3 separate regions of the Mus musculus genome follow, and regions 1 and 2 are each linked to region 3. Evidence: chromatin contacts called from public HiChIP or PLAC-seq data. All regions are on one chromosome and are shown on one strand. Each heading gives the region's core, a stretch centred on a gene start, on an enhancer-like site or on the middle of the called end of the contact. The rest is flanking DNA. Distances are from core to core; before and after follow the strand shown. Region 1 overlaps Pdlim4 (PDZ and LIM domain 4). Region 2 holds the start of Shroom1 (shroom family member 1). Region 3 overlaps Gm12216 (predicted gene 12216).

Region 1 (3,372 bases), core at 605-3,104, 270 kb after region 3:
AATGGGGGCAGGAGAAGTCCCCCTGCAGCTCTAGCCACCAGACCCTGTTTGAAGCTACTCTCAGTCCCAGCCTCCCAACCCCAAAGGAAAGGCATATTGCCATGCCAGCTTTCAAACGCCACAGGGGAGCCCCCTGGAGCCCACTGGCCTTGAGTCCCTGGTGACTCCCTCCGCTCCCAACTAGTCTCTGCCCTGTCCCTTTCAGCACTGATGCTGAGAGGAGCCAGGCGTCTCACAGGAACAGCCCGCCCGCCTTCTGCTCCCTGTTGCCTGTTTTTTTTTTTTTTTTCCTTCTGCCAAATCTGTTCTCTTCTCCCTGCCTGAAGGGCCTCAGACAAAGCAAGCTACTAAGATCCAAATGTTTCCCGGGATGAGCTGAAGTCTGGGACAAATCAGCTCACCCTCTGCCTTCACCAACCTCCCCTGTCACTGCTCTGATCTCAAAGCACACGCACCCCTGGGCTTCAGGTGCTTGTGGGGTGCATTTCCTCTTCCTACCCGCTCTGTCTGGGTCCTAAGGTTTGGACTTGAATCTCCTTCCTCTGGAGAGCCCTCTCTGACTTCTTATTGAAATGTCTCTCTGTCCTGGTCCTTTTTCTTCCATGTGGAGAGAGCAGACAAGAGCAGGCCCAGAAGCCACACCTCTCATACTGAGTACTCTGGATTCAAGCTACATCACAGATTAGCCCAGGAGTGACCTTGTCCAGGGATGTGGAGCATGGTCTAGGTATCTGGAATTTGGTGCACTTGGCTTCTCTTCTCATGAGAACTCAGTGCAGCCAGGTTTGCTCTCTCTCCTTGAGGACAGTGTGACAGCTGCAACTCCTCTGGGACATGAAAAGGGACCTCTCCAGCTTTAGAGTGCATGAGGGTCGTGCAAGACAGGAATGGCCACAGCCTGATTCCTCACAGCCACCTGCCTACCCTCATCTCTCTCTAAGCCTGCTGACTTCTTTTTGATTGGGTCTCTCTGGGTGTGGGAGTAAACTTCAGCTCTGTGTGGAGAGATCTTGAGCCAAGACCTAGCCCAGCCCCATCCCATCCCAGGCACCCTAGCCAAGAATGCAGGCTAGCCTGGAGTTGGGTCAAGCACACTGCAGGGGCTCCAGGGCAAGGGATAGAAGCAGGCATGTCCTAGAGGAGCTGTCTACTTCAGTATACCCTGGCTGTCTGACCATCAGTGTGAGAATTTCACTGAAGTCTGTTGGCCATGCCTGCCTCTTGTCCTGGGTTCACTCTGAGCTAGCTGGGCCAGGTGAGCAGTGTCTATACCTACCTGGGACTCAGGGTCAATGTGGATCCTATGTGCTTGAGCCTTGTCATCAGGAGCACTGGGCCAGTTCTTATTCTCAGGCCTGTGGCAGGAATTGGGATAGTGAGATATGTCTGCTTATTAGTCTCCATCCCATGCCTGAAACCAGAGCTGGGGGAGAAGAGAAATATCCAACATTCCCCCTCTCTTTAGCATGGTGCTGTCTGCTGAAGCAAGAAGCCACAGCTCAGGTCGTCACCCTCCTGGGGCAGAGCTGTGCTCCCTTTCCTGCCAGTGGCCTGGTGCCTTTCTGGTCTCATTCCTAAAGACCTTGCAGGAGAGGGCTTGCACCTCAGACATTCTCCTCCCTCATGGTGGCCTGCAGAAACTCCACTCCAGGAGGCTCAGGGCACAGCAAGGCAAGCCAGGCCTCACACATGGATAAGCCGGGAGCCAGTGGGAGCCAGTCGGCTCATCCTCTGACCTCCGTAGCCTCTGGCCGGGGCCTGAGTGGCTCTCGGGGAGGTGAAATGGAGGCTGTGGGGGAGCACCTCCCGTCCTGCTGCCTCCACCCACTCAGGCAGAGTCATCACTGAGGTCTGCCCAGCCCAGATGGGAAACAGGCCATTAGGAAATTCCTGCTTCGCCATAGAAACCAAAAGCCAAACACCACTCAGGAGGGAGAAAAACATCGTAAACCTGCCATAAGCAGGACGGGCAGGCCTAAAGGCTGTGGGCCCAGCCCTGCCACTCAGTAGCTCTATGGAAGGCAAGCCAGGAGGGTGTGTGGACCCTGGGTTGGCAGGCGATGTATAATAAGGCTGGTTAGAGTGTGGAAATAATGTTCCTTAACCAAGAGGCCTCCTGAGGCCTCTCAAAGTCTTATGACTGGGGTTGAAGCTCACTCATGCCTCCTTTTCAGGGAAGATTGATTGATTGATGATTGATTGATTGAGGCAAGGTCTCTCTATGTAGTCCTGTGTGTCCTGGAAACTCACTATGTAGACTAGATTGGCCTTGACCTTAAAGAGACCCACCTACCTCTGCTCCCCAGTGTGCCACCATACCCAGCGCAATGGCTCGGTGATTTGACACTACGTCCACATGGATTCTGTGCTTTCATCTCTGTTCACACTGCCCACAGTCTTCTGGGGCCCAATCCTTTCCTCACAGCCCTGGCTCTAGCCACACAGCTAGGTTCCCGAGTGACCCCTTTAAAATATCTCCAACCATGTCTTCTACTTGCTCTGACTTCTAGTCATGACACACCAGGGATGCCCTGTCTGGATGCTTTTCTAAATACCTGCCCAAGAATGGCACAAACCTGTGGTCTAAGGGCCATGAGAGTGGCCTAAGATGTCAGATAAGAACGGAGGGCTTAGTCATGTAGTGGGCTCTCCTTCAGGGCTCCTCGGGTGAGTAGTAAGCTTGTTTAAACAAAAGGAGAAGCAAAGGTTGGGCTATGCAAAGCAACAAGCGATGGCAATAAAGACTATCATGGCAGTGTTGTGGTTGATAGGAGGAAGGTCCTGATCTACAGTACAATGGGATCTGACTTGAACTATTGGAAGCCTGACTTTGGCCCCATAGAAAATAAGTCTAGAAGGAAACAAAGCCTTTCCTGCATATCTCAGGTTGTGGGAGAATCAGTGGGGCACCAGAGGCAGGGAAGCTGTTCTAAGAATGCCAAGTCCCTCACTCTAGCCAGGTCATTAGGCTGGCTGGCCCTCAGCAGAGCCTCTTAAAGAGGTGGAGGATGTGTCTGGGGCCCAGGCATAAGCCTTGAGGAGTGGGCTGAACAGGGAGCAGAGACAGAGGCCTGTAAGGGAGCCCAGTAGAAAGAGGGTTGGGTTGAGGGTCTAGTCTAGGTGGCCACGTGGTCAAATTGCCCCAAGTCTGGTGTGTGAGGGAGGACTGGAGATGGTGGAGGGAGGGAGAGTCTTAGGGTGTCATTCTGACTGAGAGAGCCTGGCACCTCCTTACTACTCAGTGTCAAGGTCACAAGGCAGCCCTTGATTTAGGATTGGAGAGGTTTGGGGTCTGCATAAAGCACTTGTTGGAAGTCAGACGGCACTGTGACATGGACCATGGACACTCATCTGTCCCGTGGCCACACTGCA
Region 2 (3,932 bases), core at 818-3,317, 340 kb before region 3:
TTTTCCGAGGTCTTCTAGGGATAGAGGAGACAGCCAAGGAGCCTGACTCCTGAGACACCTCCCACCCCACCCCGTTCCACTTTTCTTCTGTGAAAAGGAGAAGCCGACCCCAAGACCTAGAAGCTGGCCTACCAATGCCAGTTAGATGTTGGTGCTGCCAGGAGCTGAACTGACATTCACAGGAGGCCTCACAAACCACTGCACAAGGCACACACGGAACATTCTGTACCAGTGAGGATCAGGACACAACCAGGACTGTCATCAGATCGGACACACACAAAACATAAACACAGTCCACAGAATGGGCAAATGATTCCATCTGGGATACTGAGTGACTTTTCTCAAACCGTTGCTTTTGCAACTAGTTTCTCTCTCCCTCTCACCAACCCCCTCCCTCTGCCTGTCTCTGTCTCTGTCTCTGTCTCTGACTCTGTCTCTGTCTCTGTCTCTGTCTCTGTCTCTTTCATTTGTATATGGTAGACTGGAGAGACAACTGAATGGTTAGGAACACTTGCTATCCCAATAGAGGATCTAGGTTTGGTTCCCAGCTTCCATGTGGCAGCTGTCTGAAACTCTAGATTCAGGCCAGCCTAGGCTATGTAAGGAGACTTACATAAAAATGAGAATCTAGATGTCTCTCCTCTTCTGTGGCTCTGTGCTTTCTGAGACTTGGGCAAGTTCTCCAGAGTCCTCAAATGGACAGACTTTTACAGAGTTGGAGTCACAGAGCTTGCTGACCATGAGACGAATGGGCAGTGGGGCAGTGGGCAAAGTGCTTGCCACTCAAACATGAGGAGCTGAGCTTGGGTCTGCAGTAGCTAAGGGAAAAGCTAGGTGCCACAGCTTACATTGTTACCCAGTGCAGGGGACATGTGGTGTGTGTGTGTGTGTGTGTGTGTGTGTGTGTGTGTGTGTGTGTGTGTGTGTAGGCAGACTCATGGAGTTGGCTGGCCAGCTAGTCTAGCCAAATTGATGACTTCTGTGTGAGACCTTGTTTCAAAAAATAAGGTGTAGAAATGATAGAATAAAATACCCAATAGTATCTGGGCAGTGTTGGCGCACACCTTTGATCCCAACACTTGGGAGGCAGAGACAGGCGGATTTCTGAGTTTGAGGCCAGCCTGGTCTACAAAGTAAGTTCCAGGATAGCCAGGGCTATACAGAGAAACCCTGTCTTGAAAAATCAAAAACGGAAAAAAAAAAAAAAAAGAAAAAGAAAAGAAAAGACCCAATCTCGAGAGGTACACATGCATACACCACACACACAGAGAATGAGGACCAGGTGGCACCGGTCATCTGAGCTGAAAAAAAGACTCCAGCACTCAGGATGTACAGACGGGAGTTTAGGAGTTCAAAGTCTTTACCAAAAGGTGAAGACCCCACTCCTAGTAGCAGATTCGAGCACATAAGTTCAGGGCTCCGTTCGGTGTGGGTCTGGTGGAGGGAGCTATGGGAAGCGAGGAGACAAAGACAGGAGAGGAGAGCCTGTGGAAAGAGTCCAGTAGGTGGCATGGTTTTGGAAATGTGGGTCTGAAGAGCAGAGTTGATCAGGTAGCCAGCCATCTAAAGCACACTCAGAGGGAGAGAGAGCATGAGGCAGGAACTCCAGGCACATCTGTTTTCATCGTGGAGTTTAAGAGAACCGGCCGGGAGAGATGGTCCAGTGGATAAATGTTCATGTCACCAAACCAGATCTTCACAGTTGGAATCTAGTACTCCACAGGGTGGAAGAAAAGTACCGACTTCTCCACAAGGGAGCTTCCCCCATTACTTACTTCCCAAATTATTAAGTAAATAAATAAATGTAATTTTTTTAAAGGTTAAAAGAAGAAGAAGAAAGGAAGGTGAGCCTTTGTTGCCTCCGGGAGGGTTTGACCTCCGCACTGAGGAGCCTGCTGGTCCATAAGTCTTGCCTGCGGATCCGGCAGTGCTTGGAGGATTTCGATCGCCCTCCGGCTCGAGTTCTCTGCGGTGGTTAGAGGTCCAGGGCCGGGGACTAGGGCCACGTACAGAATCGCAAGAGGAAGGGGCGCGGCTCCCGCAGCCCTGCCGCCACTCCAGACTCCGGCCCCTCCTCGGCCGGAGGTGGCGCCTCCCCTGCTGCGGCCGGAGACTGGAGGTGGCGTCGGGAGCTGGAGCCCAGGGCTCGGATGTCACTGAGGGATCGCCGGCGCCCTGAAGTGCGTCTCGGGCTGGAGCCACAGGTACGCAGCGGGACCGGGTGAGGGGACACACAGCGCGTGGTCCACAGATCTGCTTCCCAAAAGGGAGACAAGGACGGGAGGGTCGGGGCGGCGACAGCGGTGGCCGCGAAGCAGCCTGACTGACCGTCATTCTGTCTGGACCTTCCGACCCGGAGTCCAGACCGGCCGCGCCAGTGGAATCGGGCCCCTGCGCACCTTTACTCTCGGCCAGGCCTGGCAGGGGACAGAGCTGTCCAGGTGGCCCAGCTGTTGCAGGGACGCAATGTACACAGTGGCGTCCGTCTCAGGACCCTCTGTTCTTGAGCTTCGATTGCTGGAGAATCCGGGTCCCTCCCAATCCCCCGATCTTCCCGGACCGTGAACCCCACTGAAAAGGCCTAGAAATGCACTGATCAGAGGCCACCCGCTCTCCTAGTGTTCCAAGCGCCTCTTTCCTCACCTCTTTGTGTGGTTCTGCTGCCCCTTGTGGTCCCCAGGGCTTAGCTTTTGCCCTGGGGTATGTGCTGTACCCATGGCAGTGACCATCTTTACCTAGGTGTCATTCACCCTCTGCTTTTTCTACACCTCCTGGAACCTGCGTCTCACAGAGTCTGCCCAAGACCAGCAGAGACTGTATAACCAGCTACTATGTTGTAAAATAGATGTCTCACAGGGGTGCAATGTCACCCATAGCTTTGGAGACTAGAAAAGAGAACCAAGGAGTTTGCCTGAAAGCTCACCCATCAGACCTAGCCTGGAATGCTAGGATTTAAGATCTGAGCATTGAACCCTGAACCTCTGACTCTAAGGAGAGTCAGGGAGTGCAGTTAACAGCCCTCCAGGTACTGAGGGAAGGCTGGAGGCAAGGAAAGGCCTGCACAGGTCCTCACAGGAAGACAGATGGGAGGTGGCCCTTGAGAGGACTGTTTCATTCCCGATTAGCTCGGAGCTTGACTTTTCTCCAGTGCCTCTCCTGTTCCCTGACCTGGACTTACATGTGTTGCCTTGGTCTGGTTTTGCCCACTGAAAATTGTCTTTATCAAATTTCCCAACAAACCTTGCCTGAAGTCCCACGTCTGGTTGCTTGCCTGGGTCCACCTTCACTCGAGATTCAGCCCCCAGTGCCAGCTTCATCCTTCAGGTCTGGTGTTTCCACCCTCAAGAGCCCTAGTTCTGAGCCCCGAGCCCCCTTATTCCTTTGTCAGGTAACAAGTACCTTCCTCCACAGCCAGGATCCCAGCCTATTTTTCTAGCAGACTCTACTGCAATCCCCGCTCCGGGGACAAATGTCAAAATTCTGTGTTGTTTGTCCTGAGGCTCCAAGGCCCTGGTGGCACAGCAAGCCCTACAAAGGGCACAATATGGGAATCCTGCATGGACAGAGACCCCATGTAATAGCACCCCTTAGATAAGTTAGGGGCAATAAGAAAACAGATATATGTACGTGTTTAATGGCTCATTATAAATTGGCGTTTTCATTAATGACTTTAATGTGTGTGTGTGTTAGTATAAGCATGAGTGTCACAGCGTGTTATGGACATCAGAGGGGAACTTTCAGGAGTCCATTGTCACCTTCCACATGGTGAATGTCTTAGTTAGGGTTTTACTGCTGTGAACAGACACCGTGACCAAGGCAACTCTTATAAGGACAACATTTAATTGGGGCTGGGTTACAGGTTCAGAGGTTCTGTCCATTATCACCAAGGCAGGAACATGGCAGCATCCAGGCAGGCATGGTGAAGGAGGAGC
Region 3 (3,867 bases), core at 393-2,892:
AATATATATATATAAAGTTTTTATTTGTGTGTGTGCGTGCGCGCACGCACACGTGCATGCATGTACATGTGCGTGTATCCACAGAGGCCACAAGAGAAGTTACAAGCAGTTGTGGATGTTGGGAAGGAACTTGCGTCCTCTGCAAGAGCAGCAAGTGCTTCCTAGCACTGAGCCAGGCCTCAGCCTCTTCAGTTTTACTTTTGGTCTAGAAAGTGGTCCTTAGGGAGGCGGTGCTCTAACCCCGCAGCAGCGCTGTCTGGGTAGAGGAGGAATGGCTGCTCTTTTACTTTGACTCTTTCCTTTCTGAACCCTTCGGCCTGGCCTGCCAGTCCTGTTTCCCCTGGCTCCCACAGGCTAGCACCTCTTTGGTGGCCTTCTGTCTGCTCCTCACACTGGTGGTGCAGTTGGGTGGGGGATGGGAAGAAGTCCAGAAGAGGAAGTGGAGACCAAATACCAGAGAGAGGCACAGCGGAATCTGGTTCCCAAACCTCAATGTTTGAGCAGCATACTCCTTGGAGGACCATGTGGGACCCTTGGGAGGCCTGTTGGGGGGATGCCCAGGTCACCCTGCTGAGGTATGTGTGTATGTATGTATATATATAGTCAGACAATCTACTGCTTGGCACCAGGTTCCCCAGGCATACGTCACATGTGCAGACTTCATCTTAATCCCCCTTATGTCAGAACGCTGAGTGGCTGAGCCAGAGACACTCGGTACAGTACAGTGGCCAACAGCATGGGATCTGGAGCTATCTAAATTGAGATTAAAGTGTGACTTATAACTTTGGGTCAGTCCTTACTTTCTTCAGCCTCGGTTTCTGTATAAAAGAGGGGTAACAGGGTTACTGATTCAAAGGCATCTCATATAGAAAGAGTCTAGCTCAGTGCCTGGCACAAAGGAAAATGAGCTGAACCAAAATGGTAACTACTGTGGAGTTCAGGCTGGAAGCCCGGGCAGGGGGTAGAGGGCCTGTCTCCGCAAGCTGGGCTCTGGCCACTGCACAGATGGTGTTGGTCAGTATCTGTGTGATGATTCAGGAGGTTTGGACTCTGAAACTCACAGGGCCGGCAGAGTTCCGCCCCGCCCCACCCCACCCCCGCTTGTCCACCTTTGTTCATAACACGGTCCCTTTCTGCGGTGCTCTGAAGGGCAATGATTTCAGGCAGAGGAACCTCTGTGCATGTGGAAACAGCAGCCCGCCTCTCATGGCAGCCGCGGCAGCCAATGGGCAGTGAAGACTGTTGCTAGGGTCACTGTGAACCTTATTTGGTGACACGGGGCTGACCGTGCGTTCACCTCTGAGAACCCTGAGAAACACCAACCACAGCTCAGCACTATGAACGTCTCAAAACCACAGCTGCATTTCCTCCAAGAGAAGACTCGACTCTCCCCCTTCCTGTCTCCCTGGACCATCAAGACCGTGGCACTCAGTCGCAAGACAGAAGAGCCTGCTGCAGACTAATGTCGAGCAGGCTTAGTGGCAAGAAGGCAGACACTAGCCCGTGGCAGCTCAGAAGTCCGGACCCAGAGAGGACCAATCTTCCATCCTCAAACATGGCAGCTGCACCGTCTATGCCCCACTCCCCTACTCCCGCACTCCCCCCACAAACACACCCAAAAGGTCTGCTCCTTGCCTCACTTCCTGCAGCCCTGGGAAGCCTGCTGGTGAGACAGAGACAGGCAGAGGCAGGCAGGGAGGGAGGAAGTGGGCTGCCCCTGGGCCCTCACCATCTGCACTGGCCACATCGTCTTCAGCCCAGGCCAGGCCACAGTTCAAACGGTTGGCAGTTTGAGTTTGTCACCTTCCTCTGCTAAGACTTCTAACTTCACATTAAATAAATGAAGCTATTGTCCTATCCTAGACAAACATTGGAAGGAAGATGAGGTGGCAGGCCCCTCATGTTTACCCTGCTCTGTGTGTTTGGGAGATGTATTCATAGTAATAACTGCTCTAAGCTAGGGTAACAACAGGGTACACACACACACACACACACACACACACACACACACACACACACGAAGGCACAATTTAATAAATTTTTTTTTTAAATCGCTCATTTCCCCAACCTTTTAGCTCCTACGTGACGCAATGAAAATGGCTTTTCTTCTGGTCCTTCTGGAGTCAAGTGTCCTTGTGTCTGTGGAATGGGCTACGTGACGTCCAGCTGTTTAGATAAGGGGGCAGAGACAGAGCTATGTTGAATGTGCCACAGGAGGTTTAACCACATGACCAATCCCCACCCCCAACCTAGAATCCTGTAGATACTGGAGACAGTCCAAGTATTCCATGACCTGGGGCTAGAGACTGGAAACTGCAGACTCGGGGTATCTGTCACCACCACAGCGTCACATGAAGGTCTGGGAAGACTTGTAGACACCAGAGCCCCTGAGGCAATAGTAGTCTTGAGGGAGCATCATAAGGACTCCACACTGAGTGTGTACTTGGCAGCACGGGGACGTAACATAAGCCTCACAGACAAAGTCTAAGCCGCAAAGGAGTGCAGTTCACTGAAAGAGGCAGATGCTGGGTATGTTAGCATATAGCTAGCTAGCAAAGGCAAGGTAAAGAGAAGGTGCAGTTTAGTTTCAAGCGGCCTTAACCTAAGGGATGTATGTGTAGGGCTGGAGGGATCTGAGCAGCTCTTCCCGGAGGAGGAGACATTTCAGATGAGATGAAGGGTAGGGTGGAGTCAGCAGGTCAATTTGTAGCTCTTTTGCGCTGAATTCTCTCCTGTATCCTAATTTTGTCAGGAAATCTGTTATCTGTCTGAAGGCTGACCTGCTGGATTACCCAGGCTGCCATCGTGTGTGTACCCTGGAACTCGTGTGTATCTGTAGAGGTGGAGTTAGAGGAGCTGAGCCCAGGATTCCTGATCTTTGACCCCCAGTTAGATTGTGTGAGTGCCTCCTGGCTCATGGGGACATCCAGGCAGGCGGTGGGAGTGAAGGCAGCCCCACTCCCACCCCAGGCAGTGTTGGAAATGGCACACGAAGCCACGTTATGGATTGACAACCCAGCCACCCTCACTGAGCATGCGCCTTTCTCCCTTGGGAACTCTTCCTTGTGGAAGAGAGCCTGGCGCCCTGCAGGATGTGAGGCTTTGATTTTTCCAGTTTCATTTTCCAGTTTCAATTCAGAAGCTGTTCTGCCAGCTTTCTGCTTGCCTTGGTCCCCAGGGCTCTGGAGAAGCTGCCAAGAGGAAGCCGTCCAGCCAGCACCCTGCTCCCGGGGGGTTCCCTGAGGGCAGGCAGGGGCAGAACTCTGTAGGGATGCTCAGAGGGAGCAGATTGGTCTCGAGTCAATGTCAGTCGGTGATTCATACTTTACTTATGGGCAAGTCAGAGGCCAGCAAGACAGCTGGAGCAAACCATTATGGCCTGAACCAGCTCCAAGGCTCTTTGTAGTACAAAAGTTTATGAAAGGGGGTCTCCCTGTTCAGCACCCCATCTTTCCCTGCCTGACCTTTGACCCTTAGTTAAATTGTGTGAGAAAACGCCTCCTTCCTCATGAGGGGAGTCCACACAGCTCTTTACAAGATGGCTGAGATACAGCTCAACAGTTTTACATATTTTTAGGAAGCTCCTTTCCCCCTGCCTTGGTTTCCTTTTCATCAATGCAATGGGAGAACATTAGTAACAGAAACAAGACAAAGATCCCATTGGAGGCTGCCAATCCCCTTTCCTCTCTCCGATGTCATTTCCTTGAAAGTCTTAGCTTCACTCTAAACTGGCTTGAGGTTACTTTTCATCTTTTCCCTCTCTGTTTGGAAACCTGTGGGGCGTGTCTCCCATGCACCCTTGTCCTGGTTTGATCCTGGAGAGAGCAGGTGGATAGTCCCTCCCCACCCCCACCCCTACCCGCAGCC

The links. HiChIP or PLAC-seq counts read pairs in DNA pulled down with a chosen protein or histone mark.
Region 1: a contact with region 3 is called in an HNF4G HiChIP or PLAC-seq map of pancreatic cancer cells. The contact joins two enhancer-like sites. A contact is called at or near these places in 1 of 39 promoter capture datasets (hippocampal neurons) and 1 of 115 datasets of contacts at active chromatin or transcription factors (pancreatic cancer cells).
Region 2: an H3K4me3 HiChIP or PLAC-seq map of bone marrow-derived macrophages shows a contact between it and region 3, with 5 times the contacts expected there. The contact joins the promoter of Shroom1 here to the enhancer-like site in region 3. A contact is called at or near these places in 1 of 39 promoter capture datasets (liver), 1 of 484 Hi-C or Micro-C datasets (liver) and 3 of 115 datasets of contacts at active chromatin or transcription factors (bone marrow-derived macrophages, hepatocytes and pancreatic cancer cells).

Annotation. Positions count from the first base shown.
Region 1 is chr11:54,058,662-54,062,033 of GRCm38.p6, forward strand. Pdlim4 (PDZ and LIM domain 4) reads right to left here. Exons shown (of 7, transcript NM_019417.3): 3 at 1,277-1,355. Among named protein-coding and RNA genes, the nearest start is that of Pdlim4, 8.7 kb to the right of the region's middle. RefSeq lists an enhancer at 1-754. Within about 2 kb of position 1,855, at least 164 of the 459 cell types and tissues checked have an H3K27ac peak or open chromatin away from gene starts, as enhancers often do. A contact at or near this core is called in pancreatic cancer cells, where this site is marked.
Region 2 is chr11:53,455,138-53,459,069 of GRCm38.p6, forward strand. Shroom1 (shroom family member 1) reads left to right here and starts at 2,068. Exons shown (of 8, transcript NM_027917.3): 1 at 2,068-2,204.
Region 3 is chr11:53,793,744-53,797,610 of GRCm38.p6, forward strand. All of the region lies in intron 3 of Gm12216 (predicted gene 12216), which reads right to left. Among named protein-coding and RNA genes, the nearest start is that of Irf1, 26 kb to the left of the region's middle. Within about 2 kb of position 1,643, at least 255 of the 459 cell types and tissues checked have an H3K27ac peak or open chromatin away from gene starts, as enhancers often do. A contact at or near this core is called in bone marrow-derived macrophages, hepatocytes, liver and 1 more, where this site is marked.